Regions from separate parts of the Zea mays genome. Here region 2 is linked to region 1. A link is a contact called in public Hi-C data. All regions are on one chromosome and are shown on one strand. Each heading gives the region's core, a stretch centred on a gene start, on an enhancer-like site or on the middle of the called end of the contact. The rest is flanking DNA. Distances are from core to core; before and after follow the strand shown. Region 1 holds the start of LOC100192936 (delta3,5-delta2,4-dienoyl-CoA isomerase). Region 2 holds the start of LOC100273784 (ENTH/VHS family protein).

What was found. Hi-C and Micro-C count contacts between places; a contact is called where the count stands out from the background.
Region 2: a Hi-C map of endosperm shows a contact between it and region 1, with 5 times the contacts expected there. The contact joins the promoter of LOC100273784 here to the promoter of LOC100192936 in region 1. A contact is called at or near these places in 19 of 25 Hi-C or Micro-C datasets (bundle sheath, ear, endosperm and 5 more) and 2 of 3 datasets of contacts at active chromatin or transcription factors (leaf and seedling).

Annotation. Positions count from the first base shown.
Region 1 is chr8:166,664,079-166,670,689 of Zm-B73-REFERENCE-NAM-5.0, reverse strand. It overlaps LOC100192936 (delta3,5-delta2,4-dienoyl-CoA isomerase), which reads left to right and starts at 1,899. Exons shown (of 2, transcript NM_001138117.1): 1 at 1,899-2,748; 2 at 3,228-3,889. The coding sequence starts at 2,073. The coding sequence ends at 3,418. LOC100191906 (palmitoyltransferase ZDHHC9) reads right to left here. Exons shown (of 5, transcript NM_001137330.2): 3 at 5,649-5,945; 4 at 5,175-5,408; 5 at 4,234-5,082. The coding sequence ends at 4,645.
Region 2 is chr8:166,809,029-166,815,518 of Zm-B73-REFERENCE-NAM-5.0, reverse strand. LOC100273784 (ENTH/VHS family protein) reads right to left here and starts at 1,865. Exons shown (of 4, transcript NM_001148187.1): 1 at 1,784-1,865; 2 at 752-837; 3 at 125-372. The coding sequence starts at 827.

The sequences.
Region 1 (6,611 bases), core at 650-3,149:
TTTGGTCTATAATAGACGAGAAGCATCTCTTTTTGAACAAGTCCTTACAATTTGACATTGTAGGGGGTGTTTTCAAAGATCCAATTGTTTCTGCATTTCCAACTCTTTCTGCATTTCCGGATGCATCATGTGATTGCTATTATGACTTCCATGTTCTAAGGCCTTATTAGCTGCCGTCTCAAATGTTGGATTGCTATGTGCATATTAGAGGTAAATCGCGATGTGAGTCCAATCGTGTGTCAGCATCTTCTCGCAATGCTGAACTTAAAAAAAAGACGAGACAAGGCTTCATCTTTCAACGATATACAATTTTCACATGTGTGAGTCTAGTTCCATATTTCTTCTTCTAAACATGGCTCTGGTATTTAGTGTATCCTGTATAAGTAACCAAAAGAAAAACTTTTGCTTGAGTTGGTATTTTGAGTTCTGCATCAACTTTACCTATGATTAAAAATAAAATTGATAAACTACAAACTGAGCACATATCTATACGACTATACATGGTTTATTAAAAACGATGAAGTTAGATGTGCTCTAAGTACATTGGCATGTGCAATGATGTTTGATTCTTTGTTTTTGATTATGGTATTTGCTCTAGGCACGATTAATTGCTCTTCTTGACTAAGGCAATTGGACTTGCACCCTTATGAACCAGTACTTGATTTGAAGGTTCTTACTTGCTCATAACCTACCTATCCATACAAACCTTGGTTGGTTTTGGTGCTGCACTTATCCTGCTTCTTTGTTTGCCATTGGTCTCAATTATGAGCACACTCGTCCACCAGAGCTAAAGATGATGATGAACTTGCATGCCCTCCTTTAGTTCCCCCTCAGCATCGACTACGACGGTTAGGCGCGCTGTAAGTCCTATAAAAGTTCGTCGCTTCATCGAAGTGCTAGTCTTGCACAACGTGGTGTGTTTAAAGATCAGGGGATTAGGATTGACGAGAAGCCCAAGGTGAGTTCAATTCAAGCCTGCGCAGATCATCTAAAGGAGTTGTTGCAATCAGACCTCATCAAGAAGCTTTTGAGTTTAAAATGTCGTGCTTTTTGGGACTTCGTGGTGGAGGTTTCTTTGCTTTTTTTATTAGATTTTGTCTTTGTTGTGTTGTGTGTTTTTTGTATGCTCGTGTTGCTAACGTTGTCGTGCACTCCTGTTGTTCGGGTGTTGCTCTTGTTTGTAGGGTTGGCGTAGCTTTTGTTGTACTGGTTATTTTTGTTGTAGTCCTTTTAAAGGTTGTTGTTACCTATTTTGAAGCTTTCTTTTTATCAATATAAGGGCAAGTACAACTCTGATACGGTGGTTCGATTTTCTAAGTATAAAAAAGGTAAGAGACTAAGTGGTACAATCATGAGCCCATAGACCATAAATGCAATTAAGAGACATTATGTATGGAGTGTTGTGTAGAGATGGTCTATTCGTGAAGAGTCTGTCTCTTGTATTTTTAAATTAACCTTCTAGAGACACTTTAAGAGGGGAACATATCGAATGCAAACCACATTTTGGTGCAAACCCCATGCAAACCTACAAAAAAAAAGTTTCAAAAATTTCTAAAAAAACATGAATATACATCTAACCTTACCTCATTTATATACAAAATTTTATGGTCAAATCCATCTTACTCTAACAGTTATAAAAAAGACAAATTATGGTGCATTTAAACTATTACTGTTTGTGAGAAATTTTAACCGCAGTATGTGGTTGGTCTAGTGCGGATCCTATAATGGGCTGGGCCGTGATATCCGTTCCTCCGAGCGTTGCCAAGTCGAAGGGCTTTCACTGTCACTCCGCCGGGCGCTGGCCGATCAGGGTCACCTTCTCCAAAGAATACACATGGAAGAATGATCGATTTAACCGCCGCTGTTACTGATCCGTCCAGGAGCGATATAAGTCAGAAGATGATTATCCCTATCCGCCTCCGCTTACCTTAGATGTCTCCGAGATCCAAAAACAAGAACAAGAGCGAGCAGAGCGTGGCGACAAATCACCCGCTGCCTTTTATCCCGCAACCAGCAGCAGCGAAGGCCGCGAGAGGCAGGTAGTAGCCGCACGCCACATCAACCCACCACGGATGGCCGGCGGCGGCGACCGTGACGCATCCGACGCGGAGCTCCGCGCGGGGTTCGAGACCCTGGCCGTGACGCGGCCGGACCCTTCCGCGGGGGTCTACGAGGTCCGCCTCAACCGCCCGGCGCAGCGCAACGCGCTGAGCCCGGCCGCGTTCGCGGAGATCCCGCGCGCCATGTCTCTGCTGGACCGCGCCCCCTCGGCGCGCGCCGTGGTGCTGTCCGCCGCGGGCCCGCACTTCTGCGCGGGCATCGAGCTCGGGGGCCCCGGGGACCCGCTGTCCGCCGCCTCCGCCGATCCCGTGGCCGCCGCGGAGGGGCTCCGCCGCGCGGTCCTCGACATGCAGGCGGCGCTCACGGCCATCGAGCGGTGCCGGAAGCCCGTCGTCGCGGCGGTGCACGGCGCCTGCGTCGGCGGCGGCGTCGACCTCGTGGCCGCCTGCGACATCAGGTGCTGCTCCAGGGACGCCTCCTTCGTGCTCAAGGAGGTGGACATGGCCATCGTCGCCGACCTCGGCGCGCTGCAGCGCCTCCCGCGGATCGTCGGCTACGGCAACGCTGCTGACCTCGCGCTCACCGGACGCAAGATCAACGCCATGGAGGCCAAGGACATGGGGTTGGTTACCAGGGTCTTTGATTCCAAGCAAGACTTGGATGCGGGCGTCGCAAAGATCGCCAAAGGTACCAACATCTACTGTTATCTGTCTTCTTAGACATACTATAATTGCTCATGCTTCTGCCTTGTTTAACATCGAGATGCCGTTCTCGAATATCTGTGTCGCCGCTAGATCATTTTTGAACTAAAAAGTGACAAATAGAAAAAATAAGGGAGGGAGTATTAAAACTCATGCTGCCACAAAGCTGAAAGCAACAAGCTGTAATTATGCTATCTAGTGAGCAACAAGGACTGTCACAGCAGCCCTTTTGACAACCCTTGTACCACCAATATATCAAGCTCAAGATAATTAATTGTTAACTAGCTTGTAGCCTTGTAGGAGTATAACGGTTGTTCCACCATGCGAGTATTATGCTCCAACGAGTGTTCTTTCTTACTTCGTCTGCTACGTTAAACTGCAAACTATCTTGAACTCACTCGTGCGTGAACATGATCTGTCTGTCATGTTCTTGTCCTGGACTGAATCTATGGCTGACAATTTCAGAAATAGCTGACAAGTCGGCATGGGCGGTGATTGGAACCAAGGCCGTTCTGCTGAGAAGCAGGGATGCGACCATAGAACAAGGCCTGGAGCATGTAGCCACATGGAACGCGGGTATGATGAGGTCGAACGATCTGAAGGAGGCCATCAGAGCCTTCCTGGAGAAGCGGAAGCCTGTGTTCTCCAAGCTGTAATGATCAGATACCATCATACCATACCTCTGTGTTACTTAACAAGTGGTGCTACGTATCTGGAAATGCAAAGGAATAAAGTGTGCTAGGAGTAGACAATTGTCAGGGAAAAAGAAAAAAAAAATGCCTGTTCTCGATGGAGCTGTGAAGGCATTTTTCCATGTCAGTTGAGCTTACCAAAGTTGTTTTGGTCGGTATGGATGAACCGGGGGTGTTACTGTTTTGTTACCTGTTCCAGTCTGTACGTAGATTCATCTCTTCTGCACCGAGACAAAATGCCAAACAATCATCTGGAGTTCAAAGTCATCTGGGGCTTTGAGCGAACTGGGACATTCACTACAGTCTGTGGTGCACAAGAAATGAATCTGCGTACAAACTGGAACAGGTAACAAAACCGTACAAACTGGAATAGGTACTCAAAACAGTACTCTCTGTCCTGAATTAGATTCATATATATATGAATAATTTATCTAGAAACAAATCTATCTCTATCAATTTTACAAGGTTAAATGGTCCACCAAACAATTTATTTTTCTCAAATTCTCCTACCATTTACTGCACCCTCTTAATCCATTGTCTGTGCCCCCTCTTAATCATTGTTGAGTTTCTGTGGTTAGAAGTGTGTAGTAAATATTATAACGTGCTTTTAGAACCATCTTCAGTTGATGAATACTTCAGTCGATGAAGAGTAGTATGATCTTTTCTCTGTCATACTAATCTGTTCTAAAATTAAAATGAAATACTGAAGCAAAATGCCATTTTGTCTAAGGAACTTTAAAGAAAGAACAAGATTACAGCATATTAACTCAAGATAACTTGGTGATAAACTGACACTTATAGATAAGGAAGAAATGAATCTCAACATAAGCACTCCGATCAAACGATGTTCATTTACTCCAAAGCGAAGGTTCGACATTGTTCACAACCATTACCATCCAAACCCAAGCAACCGAAACCTATTTTAGGCTTACTGCTCCGATTATATACAGACAAAACCTGACACTACCAAGCTGGAGACGTCACAAACCGACTGCTTCAAACAATGGACATGGAAGACGCCCCAAATTAAGAGGAAGAAGAAAAGAAAGTTCAGAAACAACCATACAGGTCAAAGTCTAATAACATTAGTGACCTCAAATCTCCAACAAAACAACAAATTAGCGACGAACTGGCACTAACAACCCTGAGCATCTCACTACATCCGCCTTACATGGTCAATGCCATTGCCATCATCGACCTGCTTCAACTCCCCAGCTTGAGCGCCCAGGGTTCATCGCCGAGGATCCGTGCTCTTCTAAGCCTCCTCCAACCGCAAGGGCGTCGCGGCTGAGATCTGGAGATGTGGTACGAAACCTGCCATCCTTGTCCTCCAACAGGTTGCTCAGACCTGCTCCTAAATCACCAATTTCAGCCGCCATCCTAGGCTCATCCCAAGCCACTGGTTTTCTACCCATCTCAATGTCGCCAACAGCTCTCCCCATGTTTGGACTCATGAAACCATTCGTTGGACGGGGCCTCAGACCATGCTCCTGTTCGACCCTACCACAGAAGTTGTTCTTGGAAGGAGGGATCGTTGTAAAGAAGATCTCTTTGATGTTTTCCATGACTCCCTTGTTGTATGGGTTGTCTCGCTGATCATAGCGATACCTGAAGTTCTCATATGTTGTCTACAAAGCAGAAGGCCAGAAGTAGGGCAACTGATTAGCAATTGGCACAGCATACTTCATCAGGCAAGGATATAAATGGCAACAGTTTTTACCTGATTTGTGCTCATGAGATACAGATGGAACACAGAGAGGCCACCAACAAACCAAACTGCAATGAATGTGTAGATGATTAAGGCAATAGATGCAGGGGTCTTTGTCATTGCCTTCCAAATTGTTATCTGCTCGGCATTTCTGATCTTAATAATGAACACCCAGCAGAACCCAAAGACATACAGGCAGAGCAAAGTTGTTGAGAATACAAACATATAGAAGAACCTGTAATTCCTCTGCACAAACATAAGAAATCTTGTAAGGTGTTTGATGTCTTACAATCCATCAAGTTTAAGCAGGAATCTAAGGATTCTAAAAGACAAATGTGCTCTATATTTTAGCAATGTGAGGGAATCGAAGTGTTAAATGAAGAGACAACAGGGGCTGAAATATTTAACATAAAGTGTTGGCAAAAGATTGTATATGAACAGAAAGACATGCTTTCCGAGTCACAAGTGTTAACTTCATAAACTTACAAGTCCTATGCATTGTCCAACCCAGGGGCAGTGATGGTCAAAACGTTCTACGCAGTTGTTGCAGATAGAGCAATGGGAGCAACGAGGAGGCCTGTACAACATGCAAGTGTCACAGTATTTTGTCTTCACAGTGATTCCGTTGACAACAACATCCTTCACTCGGGGCAAACGCACGGGTGGAGTCTGGTTAGCCCCAACCTCTGCATTGCCATCAAACCCTTCGGGTTCTGGAGGATGTGCATTGCGAGGTATGATCCCTGGATCTCTCCCAGAAGTTAGAAGCAGAAGACTCAGATCCTGAAAGGTGGCATAATGCTTAAACAAGTTAGAGGGTATGTTTTGTATATATTCTCTTTACCAGCATGATCATGACTTCAGATAAAATTTTTTTATGTATCAAATTAAAAGATCATGGTACGAGGACAAGCAAAATATGCTTGGTGCTAATGGACAGCAAATTAAAAGGTACAACAGGACGAATAATCCCCTTATCTAGATATAACCAGGAATCACTTCAATTAACACATGGCGCTTAATGAAAGCAGAGTATTACATTTCGATGCCATTACGAGCAATTAAATTTGACAGTAGGTACTGTATCATCTGGAGTGAGCCACTTGCACAATCAGCAACTAATGAATAATGAAATAATTAATGCAGAAGCAAAAGGGATAATCCCCTGAACTAAGTTACATTATCTAACTAGGGATCACTTTGCCATTTAACACATGACACATGATAAGAGCAGAAATCTCAGTCCCATTCGGTTAGGAACAATTAAATAACAGTTCTTAAGCAGTGTATCATCTAGTGAGTCACTTGCCCAGTTGGAATGCCATGTATTGGAAAGGCAAATGCGAAACCGGAAAATTTTTCCAGTTTCAAATCATGCATTTTGATGGTAATAAAACTGGACCAAGCGATCATGCCAGACACAACCAATATAGATGCACAATACAAGCA
Region 2 (6,490 bases), core at 616-3,115, 140 kb before region 1:
GATATGGGCATGACGTTGTTAGCATATTTGTTATGATGATAACCAAAACCACAATTTGAACAACATGAGAAATAATGCACATGCACTTGCATGAATATAGATATCAATGATATGTACAACATACCAGTCTTTTTGGGACATTCCGCCCAAAATCATCTCTTACAGTCAACACTCCATTCAAGGCAGCAGGGATGACCCTCATGAATTCAGCTATATATCCATTACCTTCTTTTCTGCTATTCTGCATAATATCATTCGCAAGGTACAGCAAAGATACCCTCCTCTCTACAGGAGCTGCATGGAACTCAGAATCCCATGTTTCTACAACTTGTTGGCAGCAACGATGATGAAAGACACACCAATGTGATAAAGCTTTTTTTTGTTAAGGATGACATTACATGAATCAATAAAATAATGTAGCACATAAGAAAATAGCCAGCAATAGTAGGTACCAATCTTGAGCAGGCGACAGCGAATGACTAGCATAATACTACTAACTGGTCACAATGAAGCATGAAAGGTCATCAACTGAATGGGATTTATTGACACAGTGGTCTGGAAAGTTAAGACAACAAAACTACCTTTTTTCCTGTAATCTTAAGGTATGATTATGCACTTTGCAAACCTTACAGCTATACGAGCCAATAAAATATGAAAAATACTCATATGAGAAGTTAATATAAAAAATACTTCACGCAGACAAAAAAAAGTATTAAGTTAATGGGGATTGAGAAACTGGCAAGAAGGATACTCTCTATGGTCTGCTGTGAGCTATTAAGCTTCGAAAGCTTCTGAGCCAATATCTGCTTGTCGAAACCCGCACTCATTATACGCACCCTGGCTTGAAAATCAATATTAAGTACAGTCCATAAATCACTTCATGCTGAAATAATGTGCCGAAGATGGAATAATCATGGAAAATAAAGTGGCAAAATAGATACTCTTGTATGTTGTTTTCAGACATTGTGACTGCACCGAATATTCAGGTTCTGAAAAGGAACCCATTAAAAAACATAACCAAAGTTAAACCACAGATGCGCCTGGAAGCCAAATAAAAACCCATTCGCAACTCACCAACAACCAGGCATTGATAGCCGACACTAGTAGCTAGAGTCCTACTCTGTCTTTGCAAAGGAAGGGCAACAAAAACTCCAGCCTTTTCGATAAAGCAGTAAAAGCAGCCCCAGAAAGGATGACGGGCCACGCAAGCCGTAAATGAGAACTGCCTCTCCTCATGACAGACCTGGAGTTCTGTCCTGGAGTATGGAGAGCATCAGCAGACGGAGGAGCAGAAGCAGAGACTGAGTAATAGCCCGCCTACCCGAGCAGCACATGGCATGATCGTCGTCGACGGCAGAGCAAAACCTTGCAGCTACAGAATCTCGCCCAGGAAACGCGCAGCAGGTGTGTAGCAGGTGTGCGCGTGCACACAACATCACCAGGAAACCCAGAGAGAGAGAAAACAGAGAAACATGCTGCCGCCTAATCAAACAAGCGAAAAAATCATTCGAGGCCCCGACCGGATTCCGGCTGAAACCGTCCCAGCGCGGCTCAAACAAGGGGGGAAAACGAGTCAGGAGAAAATTCACACGCACGAACATCCCAGACAAAAACAGACATACACCAGGCGCAGCGGCAGCGGCAGCGGCAGCGGTTCCTAAATCCCAGAGCAGGCGGCGAACTACACAACACAGCGCCAACGCGGCAGCGCCGGCGAGCTCGAGCTAGATCAAAACCAGAGCAGAGCAGGAATAGAGCGAGCGGAGCGCGAGAGATGCCGTACCTTCGGCGGAGCCGGTGCCGAATTCGAGGGGCGCCGCCTAGGAGGGGGCGCGCATTTGGGTGGGGAGGGAAGTCTAGGGTTTAATCGGGGATTTGTAGAGGGGCCGGAGCAGGGGGGGGAGGAAGGAGAGACGTCAGTTACTGGTCGCTCGCCTGCCTGCGCGCGTGACCCCGCGGCGAGGAGCAGCGGGGGCGCGGCCGGGGAGTGTGAGCTGGACGACGACGCGGTGTGAGGTGGATGGATGGATCCTGGGCTGCGCGGCGGGCCTGCCTGCGTTGCGGATCGTTTCTGTCACTGTATCTAGCAGACCGCGGCACGGCGCTGGCTGTCTTTGGGCTCTTTCTCCCTCTATCTATCTATCTATCTATCTCTATCTGTCTATCTATCCCTTCCCCCGTCACCGTAGCCCGTTGGAAATGAGGGAGAAACGTGGGGTATGCCGTATGCGCCTGTGCTGCGTCCCACTGTTCCGTTGCTTGGACTGCTGCTGCTACACAGCGTGACAGCAGTTCGGCGGGCAAGTTTGTATGTACGTTTGGTTGGTGGCGGTGGCGGCCAAGCAAGCTTACCTTTTTTTTAAAAAAAAAACAGCTGCACTGATGTATCATGAGAGTGAAGGCTGGTGCCACTCCATCTCTCTATCGCCCTGGTCACGTCAACTCTTCACTACACTCTCGCCCACCCCCAGACTAGAGTAGACTATAGGCTCAGTCCACAGTCACATCAATTTTTTATTTCACAATTAATTATCCATACTAATTTATTTTTACACCTAAAAATTGTACAACATAATTTTTTATTGAATTAAAAATTATGTATTACATAATACTTAAAATAGAATAACGTAATAATAAAAAAATTGCATGAGATAAAATAATGTGTGAAATGAACTCCAACTAAGTGAGAGTATTTATAAATGATCTGGGATGCAATTTGTGATTTTTAAAAAAATAAAAATAGGACTCGAAACAATCACCAATGACTTGTACATATGGCACTGGCTGACGTGGACCAATCAGATGCCGCCAAGACACTCTCACTACATTCCTCTCACCCGTTCGTGCCCAGTGCGTCGCATCGTCCCATTATCACTCGTCTCTCGCTCTCTACTGCCTGAACCCGCTCTCTAGTTTGTGCTAGAGCGAAGCGGCAGGCACGATGTCATCGGGCGATCCCGATCATCGTTCGTTCCTGAGACTCGTCCTCTCACCCCCACCCTCGTTAGCACTGGAAACAACCTAAAATTGATATTTATGTTGACTAGATATTCAAATGTTGAAGAGACTGTTCAAGAAATCTCATAATACTAACTAGCAACACATGCCTACACATACTCGATCTTTTTAGAGAAAATGTCTCTGAATTCAACCCAAACTAGAACTGAAAGTTGGACCGAGCCGAACCAAAACTGTATGAGCCCATCGTGCTTCGGCCCAATTTTTTTTGGGTCAGTACAGTACGAAATAATTTCGGGCTAGGTTGGTCCATGCCCAAATACTAAAACCTAGGCACGGTATGGGCCAAAAGCACGATGGGCCGATGCTCGGACCTTGCGGGCCCCGACACGATACGGAGAAAAAACCTTATATATGTCTAAAAATATGTCTTTAAATTATTCATAACTTTGTTATAGATTAAAAACATATGATAAAGAGAAAACAATGTTTTTATAACTTTTGTGAATAGATAAAAATATTATAGCATGGAATACCATTTAAACGTTAGTTTTATGATTTGTCTCACTTTGTGTCGTGTCGGCCTAAGCACGGCCCATTTAGTCGTGTTGTGTTGTGTCGTCCATCGTGCCTAAGTTTTAGACGCGGCCCAACCCAGCCATTATGGTCGTGCCAGCCCAGACTTTTTGTGTCGTGATGTGCTTTGGACTCTTATTTTCGGGCTATGCCTAGGCGGTCCCAAATAGCCTGGCCTAAACTTTCAGGTCCAACCTGGACGACCAGGGGCAGAGATGGAGCCCTAAAAAACCTGGACGACCAAGTTCTCGTGTTAACTTGGAATATTGTTCCTAGTTTAATACTCGTCTCAAAAGAGCAATCAAGTGAAGAATTATCATCTCTGTACTCTCAAACTTGGTGTTATTTATTCTAACCCATATTATAGACCAAGATTGTGTTGTTTTGAGCAAAATTCACAGGATCACCTATTCACCCTCCACTCTAGATGCTCTCACCGAGCCCGGGATCAGACGTGTGGAACCTGATAGGGGGCGGGCGTGTCGGAAGGGAACCACTCGAGTGGATTTTGCGCCGGCCCCAGATTGGCCTGCCATAAATAGTCGACCGCATTTAACCACGCCTTGTGGGGGACAGATATCCCTCGGTCCACTAGAAGGCTAGAAAGGCCTCGCGAAAGACTTTGGGCCCATTACTTCGCAAGGCCATCCCTTCGTGGGCCAGGGAAGGAACCACTGGCAGAATGGATTGACGCAAGATTGGATAAACCCGAGCTCAGACGACTCATTGGGTTTAAGCATTATCCACAGTGTTGATCCGATTCTCCCGCGCAGTGCCCTCAGACGTTGGAACTAAATGAGGATAAGTCGGCATGATTATAGGAAGATAAGTTCAGTCGATTCACTATTACTTAGGAGCACGTAGTTATCATACCCGCATATAATGCCCCACGCTCGAGTATATAAGGCCTAGGGGGCACCCCATCAAAAGACAGGTCACTCATTAGCAATCTACTCAATTCTCTAGCATTCTCCATACTAGAGAATTCCCCTGTAACCCACCACATAAAGATACATACCAAGAAGTAGGGTGTTACGCCTCTCTAAGCAGCCCGAACCTGTATAAAATTGTCTATCGTCTCTCGTGCGCCCAGCACGAACCATCGAGCTACAGTCAGTAACACCGTCCTACCCAAAAGCACCTCGAGGGGTAACCCCGGGTGCGCAGTCGGGTCCCAAACACCGACAGCTGACGCGCCAGGTAGGGGGTGTGTCGCTGATCCAAGCTAGCTCAATGGCCATCATTTTCCAGCACAAGATCGCTCTCCGCCCTGGATCCGTGTTCTGCTTCGGAACCGTCTCGTCCGTGGCAGACGAAGAAGGGATTCTGCATCGTATAGCGTATCCACCGGAGAAGAAGCCTTCCTCGAAAATCTCCGAAAAAGCCAGAACGAATTAGGAAATAGCGCAACCTCCAGTGCTCCGGGTGAGGACTACCTCCTGCAAGCCAGGAATAGAGAATTCGCCTACTCGAAGAACCCCGTTGTCCACCTCATCCACGAAAAAATGGACGTGGATTGCAAGGAGAAAAGAAGCAAACGAGATAAAGACCCGTCAAGCTGCTCTTCTGGCACCTTCGCCCTCAAAGGAGAACAGAGAGAAGCTTGTCGTCATGACAACTCCATTCTACCCCGATGTCCTCTTCATCGGGAGAAGAGTGGAATCGTCCCCCATCTCCGACGATGAGCCAACCATGCCTGGGGAAGAACCTCCTCAGCGAGAAGCTCGCCGACGAAGGAACCGACGCTGGAATGTTCGGCGACATCATGAAGACGGAGAACGAGACCCAGCGCAGCCTGTATCACGAGATGAGATCTCAGAGGTGGGAGAAACTCTTGATGAACGAGTCTTCAGGGAAAGGAGGAATTCCTGCCGACGTGATCGTCGGTAAGCTCAAGAGCAAGCCGAGAAGGAGGCGAGACAACGCCGAGAGAACCCTCTCTTCGGATGAAACCTGGACCCCGACTTCGCCCGAGCCATGAACACACCGAGCGAGGTCGGTGGAGTGTTGGCCTGGATAGCTGATGGCCTCCCCGGGACTCCAGATGCTGAGGGCTATCGGCGGCTACTCACTCGGGCAACTAATCATCTTCTGTCTCTCGCTCATCCTCCAACCGATCTACGACACGCCATCAATAGTCGATGGGATGCGTGGAGCTCCATCAATGCCTCGCGTGAACGACGACATGAGAACGAGATCCGGCGCCGAAAGAGTATGATCGGGATCATGGCATCTCTGCACGAAGTCAGGCCACTAGGGTTGAGTCGGCAACGGCTTCAACTGGCGGCACAACCCGGGGACGGTCGAGGCAGCACATCGACAACTCCCCTCCCTGGGACCGACACCACAATCGTCGACAAGAGGACAGGTGTGGAGTATCTGCGCTCACTCCGCGTCTCAGGGCCATTCAGTGGCCCCCAAACTTCAAAGTCTCCAACGTCGACAAGTACGAGCCTAAGCAAGACCCAGGAGGTTGGTTGGCTGTCTATACCACCGCTGCCCGGGCCGCTGGGGCAACTGAAGATGTGATGACTGCGTACTTGGCCATCGTCCTCGGGTAAGATGCACTGCAATGGCTACGACACCTACCCGGACACTGCATCGACGATTGGAGCGACTTCAGTCGGCGTTTTATCTCCAACTTCCAATCCCTCTCCGACAAGCCAGCGCAGCCATGGGACCTCAAATCCATCAGGCGCCGAGGGGATGAGACTCTTCGGCCATACCTCAAAAGGTTTCAGACCATGAGAAATCGTATTCCCGAGGTTGCTGAAGCAACAGTGATCGAGGACGTCTACCGAGGATCTAATGACTCGGCCTTCGTCTGAGCCATACTACAAAAGGCGCCGACCACTTCCGAACAGCTGCTCAGGGAGGCAGACCTCTACATCACCGCCGATGAGCGTGCCCAGGACCTCATCGGGGGAACGAAGCCCGCTCCATCTGCACCACGGCG